Linked DNA regions of Zea mays: region 1 is linked to region 2. The links are chromatin contacts, called in public Hi-C maps. All regions are on one chromosome and are shown on one strand. The core of a region is the stretch at or near the end of the contact, and the rest is flanking DNA. Distances in the headings are between cores, read along the strand shown. Region 1 holds the start of LOC100277664. Region 2 has its middle 44 kb from the start of LOC103635734.

Region 1 (7,769 bases), core at 4,055-6,554, 88 kb before region 2:
CCTGTGCAAAGGAACAATATAAAGCAATAACCTTTTTGTGTTCTCAGGTTGATGGGAGCAAAGTTTGTGAATTAAAACAGTGGCCCATCCTCTCCTTTGCAAGCTATCTAATTTATAGTTAGAATTTTTGTTTGCTGGAGAGACCCGAGTGGTGTGCTTTACCCTTAGGTTCTTCCTCTTATTTTGCCAATTCTACTGAAGGAGTATTCTCCTACTCAAATGTTTTACTATTTGTAGTACTTATTGATCATTGACATTTTTTGTTGTTGTGCCAGGTAATGCTATACGTGGATATGAAAGTCAATGGTGTACATTTGAAGGGATACAAAAATAATTTCCTGTATCATCCATCATCTTGCTCTTGCATATAACTACACCTTTACATATTGTCCGTGTGGCAAACAAATATATTTTGTTGTTCATAACCTTTTCCTCTCTAGCTCCTAGCCTATAATAGTTTTCTTACAGGTGTACTTTTGGAGTCTTCCAAGTTGTGCTGGGAACTAGGTACTGTCATGACTTATTCTTCCCAAATCTTCTTTCCTTGGATACTTTGATGAATTGGTGATTGATAAGTTGTTGGTCTTAATTAATAATTGACAGTAAGATACAATATCAAGAAATAATACCTTTGTTCCATGATTTTCGAATGATGGGTATTAAAGAACATTAACTTTAGGACCTTTTCCAGGCATACAGGAAAAGGAAGGAGCCTAATGTAGAGAAGCAAAAGGAGCATGTCACAGTGTCACTTGCTAGTCATTATCACCTAAAATTTACAACTCGTGATGTGTTTCTTCCCTTTGATTTATGTGTAAGTAGGTAAAGAATGAAACATGGACAAGGGAGCTGATGATTTATGCCATATGTTTCAGAAGATACCTACCTGCTAGGCTCCAGAGTTGGATGTAAATAAGTTTTGAATGTTTTAAATGCAGGAAGCATCTTTGTTGAATTCAACAAATCAAGCTTGTGGGCTTTTCAATGAAGCTAAGGTAGGTTACCTCTGGACATCTATTGTGCCATGCTTCATGGTTGAAATTTCTTATTTATCTATCTATAATGACAACTTTTTCCTTTTTTGTGCTTGGTGGACAGAAATGCTGCATAGATATTATGCATTGATTTTCGATTTTGTGAAGTCCACTGCATTTTCAAATAATGTATCATCTTCATGAGTGGTGTTGGTTATTATGCTTTGGAAAAATAAAGATGATCTTTACATGTTTTTAGTAGTTGTATATTGGTGAGTTATTTGGTTCAATCAAAGTACTTAGTCAAGCAGTTTGTGCTGCTCAAGCTATTCGTGCAATTAAACCTCTCCATTTGGTAGACACTGAAATTTTCTAATTCGGTCATTCCTCGACTAGAATTCATTAATTGTTCCACTAATTGTTTGGTTGGTTGAGAGAACTCTCTATTAGATTCAATTCGTGTGTTGATTGTGAACTCAACAAGGCTACATAAAAATGTGTCTTAACAGTATAACACATTTATACATAAGTTATCGTGACATTATATGTTTCCGTTGCAACGAACGGGCACTCACCTAGCACTACATTAAAGTTAAAGGCGCTCAAGATTGTTGGTCGGTCGTTATAAATGTTTTTTTTTGAAAGGTGTTTGAACAGTTGCACCATTTATGGAGTGTTTGGTTTGAGGAATGATGTACTCCATCATCTTCTCACTCCTTACTTTTTTGTTTGGTTTGTGGAATGGAGTGAGTTAATCCATCACCACATCATTCCTCATAGTTAGTTGTTTAGTACTAATATGTGGAATGGAGTCATTTCACTAAATTTGAGGAATGGACCCATGATGCACCACTTCATTTTGGATAGAGTGATTCATCAAACCAAACATCTCATTAAAGATTCTACCACATGTAGAACCCGTACGTAGATTCAGTACTGAAACACCAGCGATATCGTCGAATGCCGAACGGTCGTTCTGATTTCTGAAATACGGGGCCGGGGTGTTGAATGCCGAGCGGTCCGTTCTCAATACAGCGATGAGCTGTTGAGTGTTCCTCCATAAACTATTGCAACGTCAACACACTGTAGCATTAACTGGCTGTTGGGCCATGCATTTTTTTTTTTTTTACTCCTGCTCCTACCGACGCTCGCTGCTACGGCAGGAGGCACAGCATGTGGCACCTCGTCTCGCCTCGGCACGGCAGCCGCGCGTCTCTGTCTCCGTCTCCGTCCGCGGGAATCTATCCTCACCGCGCCGCTCGGCGGCATGCATGGCCGGGGACGGGGACCTTGTTTGCCACTAGGTAAGGTAACCCCCCACACTACTTTATTATTTATTAATCGGCATTAACAGACGTCCAGCGGCCACAGCCACATGGCTATCGACGGGCACGGCGCTGTGTGCTGACCGGTCCAGCTAGCTTAATAGTCTACAGGGGCAACGTCTCGTCATGTCCGATCCATCGGGCTGCAGCACTACACACTGCATGCTCTGCAGTTTGCACATGACCTGTGCTGTGCGTGGATCACATCACATTCTAGTCACAAGCCTCTCGATCTCCTTGTCGTGGCTGTACGAATCATGAGAGGAGGGGTGGCATGGCATGGCACGTCCCGCCTGGCCGGCTGTTGAATGAACCCCCTACCTAGAGATTCCCCCCAGCCCTAACCGACCTTCTGCCTCTGTCTGCTTCAACAGTCAGTCGGTCAACGTCTCTGATGATCTCTGGGTACAAGCTAAGATTAGTAGTAGCTAATAATATTGTTTCACGGACCTATCAGAGGGCATGTAACCATGTGAATACTACAACATCTATATGCAACAATGCAATGCAATGCAATGCCCCGCCCGCCAGATCTAGCGAAGCCCACTAGTTGTTGCAACCACTTTTAACTCCTTGTGGGTATTTTTTTTATATATATGAGATGCAGTTTACCAAAACACACAAGTCATCAATCCAATAAACAAAAGCTCGACCCCTTTCTTTTCCTTTCCTCGGTCACAGCGAGCAAGAATAAAGAAGCCTTCCTTTTTTTGAAGCAAACAAAACGAATACATTGAGCGGCGCGGAGAGCAGACAAGGCGAACTTTTTGAAGCAATCAATCATGCCAAGTACCACAGGTTTAAAGCCAAACTATACTACTAGCGTTAGCTTATAGTATTATTATATTATTAAACTCACAGCAAAAATATAAAAATAAAAATAAAATCGATACCACCTACTGCCACATCAGAGTCCCAGATCCCCCAGCTTTTACATGAACTACTACGGAGCTTTGCAATGCATTGGAAGCTAGCATCAAATTAAGATGAACGCTTGAGGCTGTTTTGTGAATTTTATGTAGTACTGTGTTAAGGTTGCCCCAACATTTTGTTCAGTGGTGTAGCCGTGGGTGCTAATGCAATTAGAGCTACAATTTAGAGGGCGCTAATGCAAATTTCCAAACCAAGGAAGGATAAGGAGAGATCGAAAAAGGCTCCGACTATCATCTTAACCCCCTCCGAACTACCCCTATTTACGACCATGACCATAGAGTCTTACCCAAAAAAAAAAAAGGAGACGGACGAAATTAAATTTGCTAATAACAGATAAGTACTGCTACCGATTAAAACAGCCTGCTTTACTTAGCTCCCCCCGGAATCCTAGCGTGGTCGCGCTCAGAACGTGCAGATCTCGTCGGCGGCCGCCGCCGCCGCCTTGACCGACACGGTTCCGCCCATCGTGTTCTTGCAGTGCGCAATGGCGCCCTCGATAGCGCTCTGGAGCTCCTCCATGGACGATGCCGTGGACAACGACACCGGACCGACGCCAATGCCGCTGGCAACGGCCGGCACGTCGGGGAAGCCCACGCCGCCAGCCCCGCCAAAGGTGAGCAGACCCGAGTGGCTAGGCGACGACTGCATCGATGACGGGCAGCTCGCCGTGGCCCGCTTCTGGCGCGGGAACCAGAGGTTTCCGGAGAAGGAGCTGGAGTGCGCGTACTTGTTGCCGCCAACCTCTGCTGCCGCCTCCACCACTGCCGCGACGGCGTCGCCCTTTTTCTTGCGGATGGAGAAGGTGAAGGGCTTCTTGAACCTCTGCTGCGGTTGGCTGTTGCCGTTGACGACGTTGTTCTGGTTCTTGTTGGGGATCTGGGAGAGCCTTTCGTAGAGCGGTTTCACCTTCTTAGCGTACTTCTTGATCACCTCCTTGGCGAGCGACTTGGACGGCTGCTTCTTCGCGGCCGGAGCGCCGGCGCCGCCGCGGTGGAAGACCGAGGAGAAGCGCGTGGCGAAGGACGAGAGGTACTGCTTCCCGGTGCGCTTGGCGGGTGGCAGCAGCCCCGCGGCGGCCGACGGCGGATGCAGGTGGCGGTCGTCCTCGGTGGCGGAGCTGGGGCGAGACGACGAGGCCGCCGAGTCCGGGCCCAGGAGCGCGCCGCAGTCGGCGGAGAAGGACGACGACGTGCTGCCGTTGGAGTCGCGGGAGGAGGAGTTGGTGGAGTCGGACGCGGAGGCGGACGACGTGGACGCCGAGGACAGCAGCAGCGTGCGCACCATGGAGATGCGCGGCGATAGCTGCAGCGGCAGGAGCTGGCCCTTGTAGAAGAGCTCGTCGGCCGGGCACAGCTGCTCCGCCGACCGCTGCTTGGACGCCGGCGACAGCGTGACCGTGAACTCGAACTCCGACGACGAGGCCGAGGACGACGCCGGCGACGGGAACGACTTCGCGCCGCCCACGCCCCTGTTGCCTCTGGTCCTGCCCATGGTACGTGTGCCGTTACAGACTCATGGCGTTGGGGGAGTGACGGAGAGGCGCGGTGGAGGCGGCCAGCATAGCGAGCCAGCGAGGAGACGGAGACGGGAGGAAAGGTAAAAACTTTTCGGGGGTGGGGAACCTGACGTCTTTATGTGACTGTGAGGGGTCGCACCTGCGCCGAGTTGAGGCCGGCAGGGACGGGGGCCATGACGCTGACGGCCGCGATCGCATGTGAGCGATGACTGATCACTTTCCATAGACGCCTGGACGGGGACTCGAGTCGGCACGTAGGAGTATAGGTGTCAACTGTCAACTACGACGAAGCAAGGCAATGCTATCCACGAGCTTCACTTGTCGAAGTACTCCTGAGAGACAAAAAAAAAAGAAAAGAAAATGCGTCCTTTTTGTTCCTATAATTTTACTGAGAAGGAGATATGCATCGAATGATCGATAGCGGACGTAGCACGACAAGACTGTAGATGCAGTTGATACAGACCGGTTTGAAGCAGCCTAACAACCGCATCGTTAGACACAGACCGGTTGAAGCAGCGTAACAACCGGTGCCTGCTACACAAAGAAACCTGATTTCAAGAAGAGAGAACGCTACTATGGCCGAGGCCGACGTAGCAAGAAAAGCAGCTGCGCTTTATGAAGCTGGCATGTGGCATGCACTGCACTGCACCCACTTCCTTCTTACACCCATGAAAAGGTGGACAAGTCACTGGAGCGCAGCAACACATGCAAATTTGCAGTGGCACAGTTCCTGTTCCTGGATTCCTGCATGCAGCTACCAAGGAAAGGAACTAGCCCGTGTTTGTTTCAGCTTTTTGGAGCTTCGGCTCACCAAAAGCTGCTGCGAACTGCCAAACGCTCAGCTTTTTAGTCAGCTTCTATAAAATTCATTTGAGTAAAAGTCATTCAAAATTAACATAAACACATAATCAGTTGAGTCGTTGCAATAGTATGAATCCGTCACTTTCTATATCCTGAGTCTTATGGACACTTTTATCTTCCTCAGCACGTAATCCTAATAATACTAAGATTCTCCTCACAGCTAGATTCTCCTCACAGACAGATTCTCAGAAAAGCTGGTCAGAAAAAAGCTGAACCAAACATGCCCCTAGCCTGCTCACTTGGCATGGCAATCGCCATGCATCGTGCTGTGTCACCTGTTGAGATCCCATCCCTGTCGACGCCGGCCGCCGGCGACTTCGGTTTGCCAGAGTTGTCGTAGTTCGTCATTGTTTGTTCTTTTTTTTTTAAAAAAAATCTTCTTTCGATGCTGTTGTTTGTCCAGTCTAAATCTTCTTCGTTATTTGTCGACAGCTCTCCTGATTCTATTCGTTTAATTTCCTGCCGCCAACACACACACACACACAAAAATGCCAGGCAGTAATGAAATACGGCCGGGGCCGGGGCCGGGGCCGGGGTAGATCTCGGCAAGTCTACAGAGGTTGCCTCCATTCCACTCCTGCGACGTTGTTGAATGCCGAGCGGTCGTTCTCAATTGTTCAGTGTTTCCTCCATAAACTGTTGCAACGGCAAGGTACTGTAGCATTAACTAACCGTTGGACCATGTATTTTACTCCTCCTCCTCCTACGGACGCTACTGTTGAGAAACCTAATGGGCCTAACGGGCCAAAGAAGGCCCATATACCTGTAATCCTACTTTTAGCTTAAAATAGAGGAGTCTTCTTCACCGTGTAAATCAAGATTAAACCAAGACTAGAAAGGGTGAAATACAGCCACAAGTAATTTACTCGTTTGTCTCAAGAGTCCTTCGACTACATTTGGTAGCAAATGATCCTTAATACGTTATCGGCACACATTTATCTAAATCATGTGAAACTACACCTTCTTTTTATTTTGTTCAAGGTAATACTTTATTTATCGAAGTGTTTATTCTTCTCATGACTACTTTATTCATTTTGTAAAATGGATTGCACGAAGTAAACCTAACCATTGGATCTATCATGTGTAGCCGATCGATATTGTGAACCGTCCATTTAAGGGTGTTAGCCCGCGGTACCAAAATTGCCTCACACAGGTATCTGATGTAAAAATAGCACTTGGAAGGAAAAAAAAAGCTCAAAGTTGCCATCGGGGTTGGCAACAAAGAAGTAGCTGCTGATGAGCAGAATTACCAAGCGCTACACTTTCTTTAGCACCACCATCTCTCACCAACCGTAAAAAAATATGAATATATGGTAGAGAGAAAGGCTAACAAACTTTCAACCATGCAGAAAAATCGATTTGAAAAGATAAACAACACAATCTTTCCCTAAGCACAACAAGATTGGGCTCACCTTCGGTCCGCTGATTCCAAGACTGTGGCCGAATATAATTCGCCATTACAGTCTATTTGCACCAACCTATTCCCATGTAGTAAGAATATCATAGAAGATGAAAAGATAGAAAAGACCTTGTCCACTTTTCATTCGAATGTCACTCAAAGTGCCTGCAACTATCGTCAAGACGCTTACATGAAGTTCAATAACTTGATTGATATCATGCGAGTAAATGAGACACACGATAAAGTATCGAAGACAAACTTCAATGATTATTCCAATGGCAAAGGTATTAGCACTAAAGTTAATGCAATCTCATACAAGATATAGGAAAGCCCATTCAAAGGAAGAAGCAATTTATAGTCATGGAAAAGGCAAGAAGCAATTTATAGTCGAACATCCTCATACTCATGAGAACAAATAAAAAGAAGCTACAATAGAAGCCATACGGTCTGCAAGACCAAGCATGCTATAAATGTGGCATTTAGGGACATTGGCCCAAGGTATACCGTCTGCAAAAGCACATTGTTGAAGGATACAAGGCGAAAAACATGCACAAGAAGAAAGTTGAGGCACATTTTACCATGACTGTCAACAATGAAGTCAACTTAGAAGAGCCCATGCCTAAAGCATCTTTCCTAGCTCTTGATCTTGCAAATGAAGTAAAAATGATTTCAAAGGAAGAAAACACCTACACATATGAAGTAGAGGCTGATAGTGATGCCTTCCTTTATTCTATTTGAAGCGCTTGGATGCACACTTATCC
Region 2 (6,965 bases), core at 2,960-5,459:
TAAGAAAACCGCCACTAGAAATTGATTTTTACAGGCGGTTTTCTTAAGGAACGGCCTGTAAAAATAAATTTCTAGTGGCGGTTTTCTTAAGGAACCGCCACTAAAAATAATACAGGCGGTTCATAACCGAATCCGCCTGTAAAAATATATCGTACCGCAGACTTTGAGCCATTTTCTACTAGTGCATAGTCCCTGTTGGCGCCGACCTGATCTGATACCCAACACTGAAAAAAATCATCTAACGGTACTCTCGATCCTGTACCAAATGGTACGCGACCTCGCTGCAGAAGTGGCTCATTCCCTGTGTGCTTTTGGACGGTCCGCATCTGGACCCGGACAGTCCGCGATGGCGCAGGATCTTTTTCTCCGCAGGAACCTGAATCTCGTCTCTCAGGAGACGGGACCCGTCGTAAGGAGAGATCCAATGGTTGTCTTAGGATCGAGAGACCACCCAAGACGTCTGTAGGCGATGTCGAGCCGAAGAAAGGTGAAAAAAATATGTCGATAAAGACCAATACTAGAGCTAAACTAAGGCTAGGTTACTCCTACTCCTAATATAAGAGAACAACAATGCAAATAAGGTAAATTTAATAAATAGATTTGTTTGAATCGATTGTGGGGGTGTCAGTCGGTTGTACCCCTTCGTTTATATAAGGAGGCAGGTCAGGACCCTGTAGAAGCCAGTTCCCAAAAAAATCCTATGATGTTTGCTAACAAATCCCACAAAAAAAGAGGAACCCTAACTAATTCTGTTCACGCGCGCGGACCATCCGCGCCGCCACCGCAGACCATCCTACTACCTAGTTAAGTGCTCAACATATGCTCCATTGCCTTTTGGTGGAGGATGACGAACGAAAAGCATATGTACTGCTAGCACCATTCGAGAAACAATAGATCTCACAAGTCATCTTGTTCTGGAAGTAAGTACTAAGCCTAATGCAACTCAATAGAAAATGGTTGTTTGTCAATTTGCGTCTCTTGGAAACTCAATTGGCCCTCATTTATGGCCGACTATATCCGCCGACGAAATACATTATAATCATTGGTGGCATGAGAAAAAGAATTATGACACTTGCAATAAGCACGTATTTTTAGTTTATCTAAAGGAGGAATAGTATTAGTTATTTTAATGTTACCACTTTTTAATAGCCCATCAAATATTATGTCACACTTAACAACATTAAAAGTAATTTAACTTGTTCTTGATGATTCTTTTGAATCCGCTGTAAAGGAAAGCATGTCGAAGGTTTGGCCTGTGTTGACCAAACAAGTTTAGAGGTATATACATCCGCGAGTTCATCAATCGAACTATCGCGCTCCACTAGATGCACATTATGGCCAACTGATTTTGATGTCTCTTTAATTTGGCTTTCACATGCCAACGCTCATTGGTGCAGCTGTACTAATGAAAAGAATTGGGTGCCATCTAATTTTACTTTGAGGTAAGATCACAACACTGTAAAAGCCAGTCCTGCTAGTTGTTTGTCTACGACATGGATTTGGAAGCATCGGTTTCTGGTATCTCGAAACCTCCAGATATAGTCACTAACCGATTCTCCGTGTTCCTGTCAGACTGAAGCTAAATCAGCTCAGTCTAACTCATGCTCTCCTGACAAAAAGTGTTCATGAAATTTCTGCTCTAATTCCCCCAAAAGTTAATAGAGTTAGGTGGCAGGGGTGTGTACCGTGCGAATGCTGTACCAATAAGGGACAACGAGAATAACGGACATGGTAGGTTTCCCTATCAGCTAATTCTCCTAGGTGTGCTAAGAACTGGCTTACATGCTCATGCGTGTTTTTTCCACCTTCATCGGAAAATTTAGAGAAATATGGTATCCTAGTTCCTTGCGGATATGGCACGACGTCAAATCGATGACTATAAGGTTTCTAATACGACTGTCACGTGTCTAACACACTAACACCGAACTTGTCTCTGAACATCCCAACTAAATCGTCCCTAATTTTTCCACCACGTCTAGTGACCATCCATTAAGCTTGGGGTGAAAACCTCAGGTTGGCGGACATTATTTTGTTGGCTTTCCTCCCAGGAATTTTCAAAATACGTGTTAGGTGTCCTATTAGTGCCACCGTTCCAGCCCTATACCTCTTAGGCTCTCTAGTGGCCGAAGAATATCCCGCCCTGTGCATATGAGGAGGCATGGCATTGTTATAATATGCTATCGGTGGGGTAGTGTAGTATTGCTGTGATGGGTGCAAAAACGGTGCATATTGTGCATCTGGTGTTCTGCGTACACGTACCTGCATGGTCTGGCGTAAGAGGTCGGATGGTCCGAGGTTATACCTGGACAGTTCATCTGTATATGGTGTTACCTAAGTGATCTGTGTGCAGGCCTATGTAGGGTCGGACGATCCGACAAAATATGCTGGACGTTCCATGATGTAGTCAGACAGTCTGAGTTGACGCTCGGACGGTCTGACTGTGTCAATATCCGGTCACGTGCTAGGCAACGATGGTTGTGGTGGTGCTATAAACATATTTATCGGCATACCATAAAATGGCTGGGTATAAGATGACCCATTTGCAACCAATATGTTAGGTGCGGTTGGCTCCACATTAGGTTTAGGTGAGGGAAAACTAGGTGTAGTAGATTTTTCATACGAACGTGTCCATCCTTTAATAGATTCATCTATCTATTGTTTTAACTGATCCTCATGTTTTTCTATGAAAGCCTTAAAAGATGGATCTGGAATACTTACAATAGGAGCATGAGACAAAGGTAGGAGAGATTCCATATTGATCTTCCCTTGATGGATGATCTTCTGGTGGCGTTCCACTGTGAAGTATGATAGGTATTTTTCCTTCGCCTTCTCGCGCCATTCTGTGAGTTGTCGCAGCACCTCTTCCTCCTTGCGTCTCACGAGGTCATCAAAGGGCTGTTGGTCATTAGCTAGGAGTGCCTCTAGGGTTGTCTTGATGATGTTGGTGGCGGTGACATTGGTGTGATCTTTAGAACTGGTAATCTAGACACGATTTTTAGTAGATCTAAACATCTTTGTCCCTAACAGAGTCGCTAAAAAGTGTGTTGGCCTTGATCTGGTACCAAACACTAGAAAATACCACCTGGTGGTGCTCTCTGTGGAAGTGTGGATGGTCTACGGCCCTGGGCCGAATGGTCCATGAATGTGCTGCAGAAGCGGCTCCTTCTTATCATGCTTCTGGACGATTTGCGCTTGGGGCCCAGACGGTCTGTGATGGCGTAGGGTCTTCTTCTCCCAAGAACCTGAATCTCGCCTCCTCAGAGGGACCCCGTCGGGAGGAGAGATCCAAAGGTTGCCTTGGGCTTGGCAGGCCACCCAATACACATTTAGACGATGTCAAGACAAAGAGGGGTAAAGAAATAGGTCGAGGAAGACTAATACTAAGGCTAGCTTACTCCTACTTCTAATGAAATGGAGGAACAATGCAAATAAGGTAAATTCTGATAAATAGATTTGATTGGATCAATTGTGGGGTTATCAACCGGTCGTACCCCTTCGTTTATGTGAGGGGGGTCTGTACCCGTTACAAGTCAGTTCCCAAACAAATCCCGCAGTGTTTGCTAACAAATCACGCAAGAAAACAAGAACCCTAACTAATTCTATTCACGTGCGGACCGTCCGCGTCGCCACCACAGACCGTTTGGTCCGTTCGGCTGCCCAGTTCAGTGCTCAACAGTCCCTTCTAAGAGGGATAGAGGTGCAAATGATGTATTCAAGTTCGAATTATTTAAAGAAGTTCACATCCCTTTGTATTCAAATCCCGATATTCAACATTCGATTCAAATAAGTATTCAACATTCGATACTGTTTCAATACCATATATGTATTCAACATTCGATTCAAATAGGTATTCAACATTCGATGCTGTTTCGATACCATATCTGTAACCGAATACTCAAATCACAAAACAATGTCGATATGCGTTGGTAATCTATACGACATGGCTAAATATTTGAATCGAAATAAAAATCCAAAGACAAATATATCAGTAATATCCATTTGTATATGGTCCGTTTACACCCCTAGCAAGCAATCACAAATGTTTACTCTAGTTCAATCAGGGTGGCAAGAATTGTGCCAGAACCACATCAATTTGCTTAAACTCCTATAGCTTCATCCTAGTGTCAAGTTATATAGCCGGAGGCCCTGTTAGCTTCAGGTCAGCATCAAAATTTGTAATGGGCCAGATCTAACAACCTGGGCCTGAACGAACGGATAACAAAAGCTGTACGCCTACACGATGAGTCAGATACCTTTGGAGCTCAACATAGATTACGAGTGTGTCCACAGCGTTTTCTTTGGCATCATCCATCTTTCTCCTGACCGGCTATGTTTCTTTCGTTGTTCCTCGTTTCCTTCTGGCCAGCCAGAGCATCTTCTCTTTGGCCTTCCTTCGTTTTCTTCTGGCCAGCTGCAGCATTCTCTTTATCCTGCTTGCTCGTTTCCTTCTGCTCTTTTTTCCTTTGGGGCAGTGATACGAAAATCTTCCTCTGGCTGGCCACCGGAAATTTGCTGCTTCAATCCAGCGTGGGTGGACCAAGAACTTCCTGTTGTCGACACCCCCAGAGGAGGGCCTTCTCTGTTCCCATATCCACACACATCTGTAGAGCAAACGGCACCTAGATACTCAGCCATCTTCCAGACCATCTGTAGAGCAAACGGCACCTAGCTAGGGGTACATGCAAAGCCTACCTGTCTTACATCCCGTGAAGAAAGATCAGTTTCAACAGCCTACATAAAAGAAGTACAAGGGCAAATGGTTAGAAATGAAAAGGTTTTGTTCTTACAAGATTCAGGTCTACTGTGAGGAATAGATGGTTGAAAGAAATAGCGATAAAATGTGGTAAAACTTTGAACTGAGGAAACCAACCATGTCGAAGAAAAGCGTGTGTATGCGCTTCAAGACATCTAAGTCCTTGTTCGGTTATTCCCAATACACATGGATTGGATGTGATTGAAAAAAAATTGAGAAGAAGTTTGACTTGTTTGGGATTCAAACCCATTCAATCTCACTCAATCCATATGGATTGGGAGCTAACCGAACAAGCCCTAAACTGATAGCCAAAGCACCAGCCCTCTCTCTTTCATCTTGCATCGAGCCATCGACTCTGACAAATACCAAACACCAAAGCCAAATTGGTGGCAGCTTGAAGCAAAGAAAATGATCTCTCCATTAGAAACAGGTTCTCTTTATGCTTCTGTCATACCTGAAATAAAATTATTTTTTCTGTCTGGCCAGCTATGAATGACAAATGACAATAAAAACAGAAATTTTGATCACTCTAAGCACGAATAACAAGGTCCTACGAGCTTATACACCGAGGATAATCATTATGCTTTGATAATCAAACGATAGATGTTTCTATTTTTAAATCCATATGTTGGAAACAAACAGGAAACATAGAACAGTTACTAACCAAAAACACATACAAAGTAACAAGAGTATTCTGTAATGAGAAATTAAAAAACTTGACCTGCTAGGGTAAGACCATCCCCACGGTATTATATATTAAAAAGAAGACCTTCTCACATAGATTAAGAAAACCTCCGAATCCCTAGCTCACCCATACACAGCATGTGGAGTCGAACTCAGGATCTAAGGAGTGCTACTCAAACCACCTAACCAACTCGGCTAGAGACCGTTTCACATAATGAGAAATTAAAACCTGGCTTGACCAATAAATTCATGTCAAATAATGTGACTTTTGGTTGCATAAAATAAAATTGTTGCGGGTCAACTTGCCCTATTGGATAGAAATGAATATACTTCTTTTTTTCGAACAACGACGTATGGGAGCTACATGTCATTTTATTATTAAAAAGAAAAAGAGGGAGAGAGACATGAATGTCAGCTCCCGATTAAGTTACAAGGAGAACATCGGCGCCACCAAAGCTACAACCAAAACCAAAGCCACCTCCTAGGACCTAGGAACTAAGACCCTAGTATTAGAGTTAAGCTTGATAGTGTGCTGGTTAGCGCGTGCGTGCGTCGTGTTGTGTGCGTGTTCGAGCCTGGTGTGTGCCATGGGCGCAGCCGTGTCGCGACTGATGAGCTTGGGCTAGGGATGCCGGCTTGGATCGGCTAGGGCGCCATGGTAGGTTGAGCGTGCACATGCAGGGAGTGCGATCGGAGTTAGTTGGAGTGGTGGCGCGAAAATCGCCGGCTGTTGGGCGCGTGTGGGTCGTGCGGACGAACGCGTCCTGCGGGCACGACGCAGCGCACAGGCGCGGACATGGCGGGGGGCCGGGTGGTGGAAGGGAGCTCTGCCACGACTATATGTAGCACCACTCTCTGCTGTAATCGTGCTCGGGGGTGTCCAGTAAATAAAGGCCAACATACAGGCGAGGGAGAGCTTCTGGCCGGGGCGTTCGTCGGCCATATCCACTGTTCATCTCCTTCCTCTTAGTGTTCTCTGTTTTTTAGGGGTGTGAGCGCTCTTTCTTGAGTGAGAGGGTCCAACACCTATGCTATGCTGGCGAAGCAGCAACTCCTACAGGGCAGCAGCTCCAGTCGAGCACCACAACACACACTCAGAGACAACTACAAGAAAAAAAGTTGTAATTATATAAAAGTTGATAATCATTATTACTTTGCTTAGTACAAAAGTTAGAAAAGACTTGTAAAGTTTATTTATGGGTAATACCTATTGATGCTAACTGCACTGAGACAAAGATGTTTGCTTGAGAACAAAAGATAGTGACTAGAAAGGGTCCTAAAGTTTTTAATAATTTACTAGCCAGTTGCCCGTGCTTTGCTACGGTTTTTATATATCATATAAGTAGGTATTAAGATATTTATTTAAATATAATTATTGTTTATTTCTAAACAATAAGGTATGTGTGGTCTGATGGTTAGCCTCAAAATTTTGGAGTTGGGAGTGTGGGTTCGAGTGCTCGCTCTGCACTTTTTTTACGCGGTGTGGGGGCGCGTGGGGCGGGCCCAGAATGTTAGCTTGGAAGGTGAA

Evidence for each region. Hi-C and Micro-C count contacts between places; a contact is called where the count stands out from the background.
Region 1: a contact with region 2 is called in a Hi-C map of leaf, with 4 times the contacts expected there. The contact joins the promoter of LOC100277664 here to the enhancer-like site in region 2. A contact is called at or near these places in 4 of 25 Hi-C or Micro-C datasets (leaf, tassel and an unstated tissue).

What each region holds. Positions count from the first base shown.
Region 1 is chr8:116,437,919-116,445,687 of Zm-B73-REFERENCE-NAM-5.0, reverse strand. LOC100277664 reads right to left here and starts at 5,304. Exons shown (of 1, transcript NM_001151171.2): 1 at 2,886-5,304. The coding sequence starts at 4,723. The coding sequence ends at 3,635.
Region 2 is chr8:116,349,930-116,356,894 of Zm-B73-REFERENCE-NAM-5.0, reverse strand. No RefSeq gene overlaps it. Among protein-coding and RNA genes, the nearest start is that of LOC103635734, 44 kb to the right of the region's middle. Within about 2 kb of position 4,209, at least 15 of the 20 cell types and tissues checked have an H3K27ac peak or open chromatin away from gene starts, as enhancers often do. A contact at or near this core is called in leaf, where this site is marked.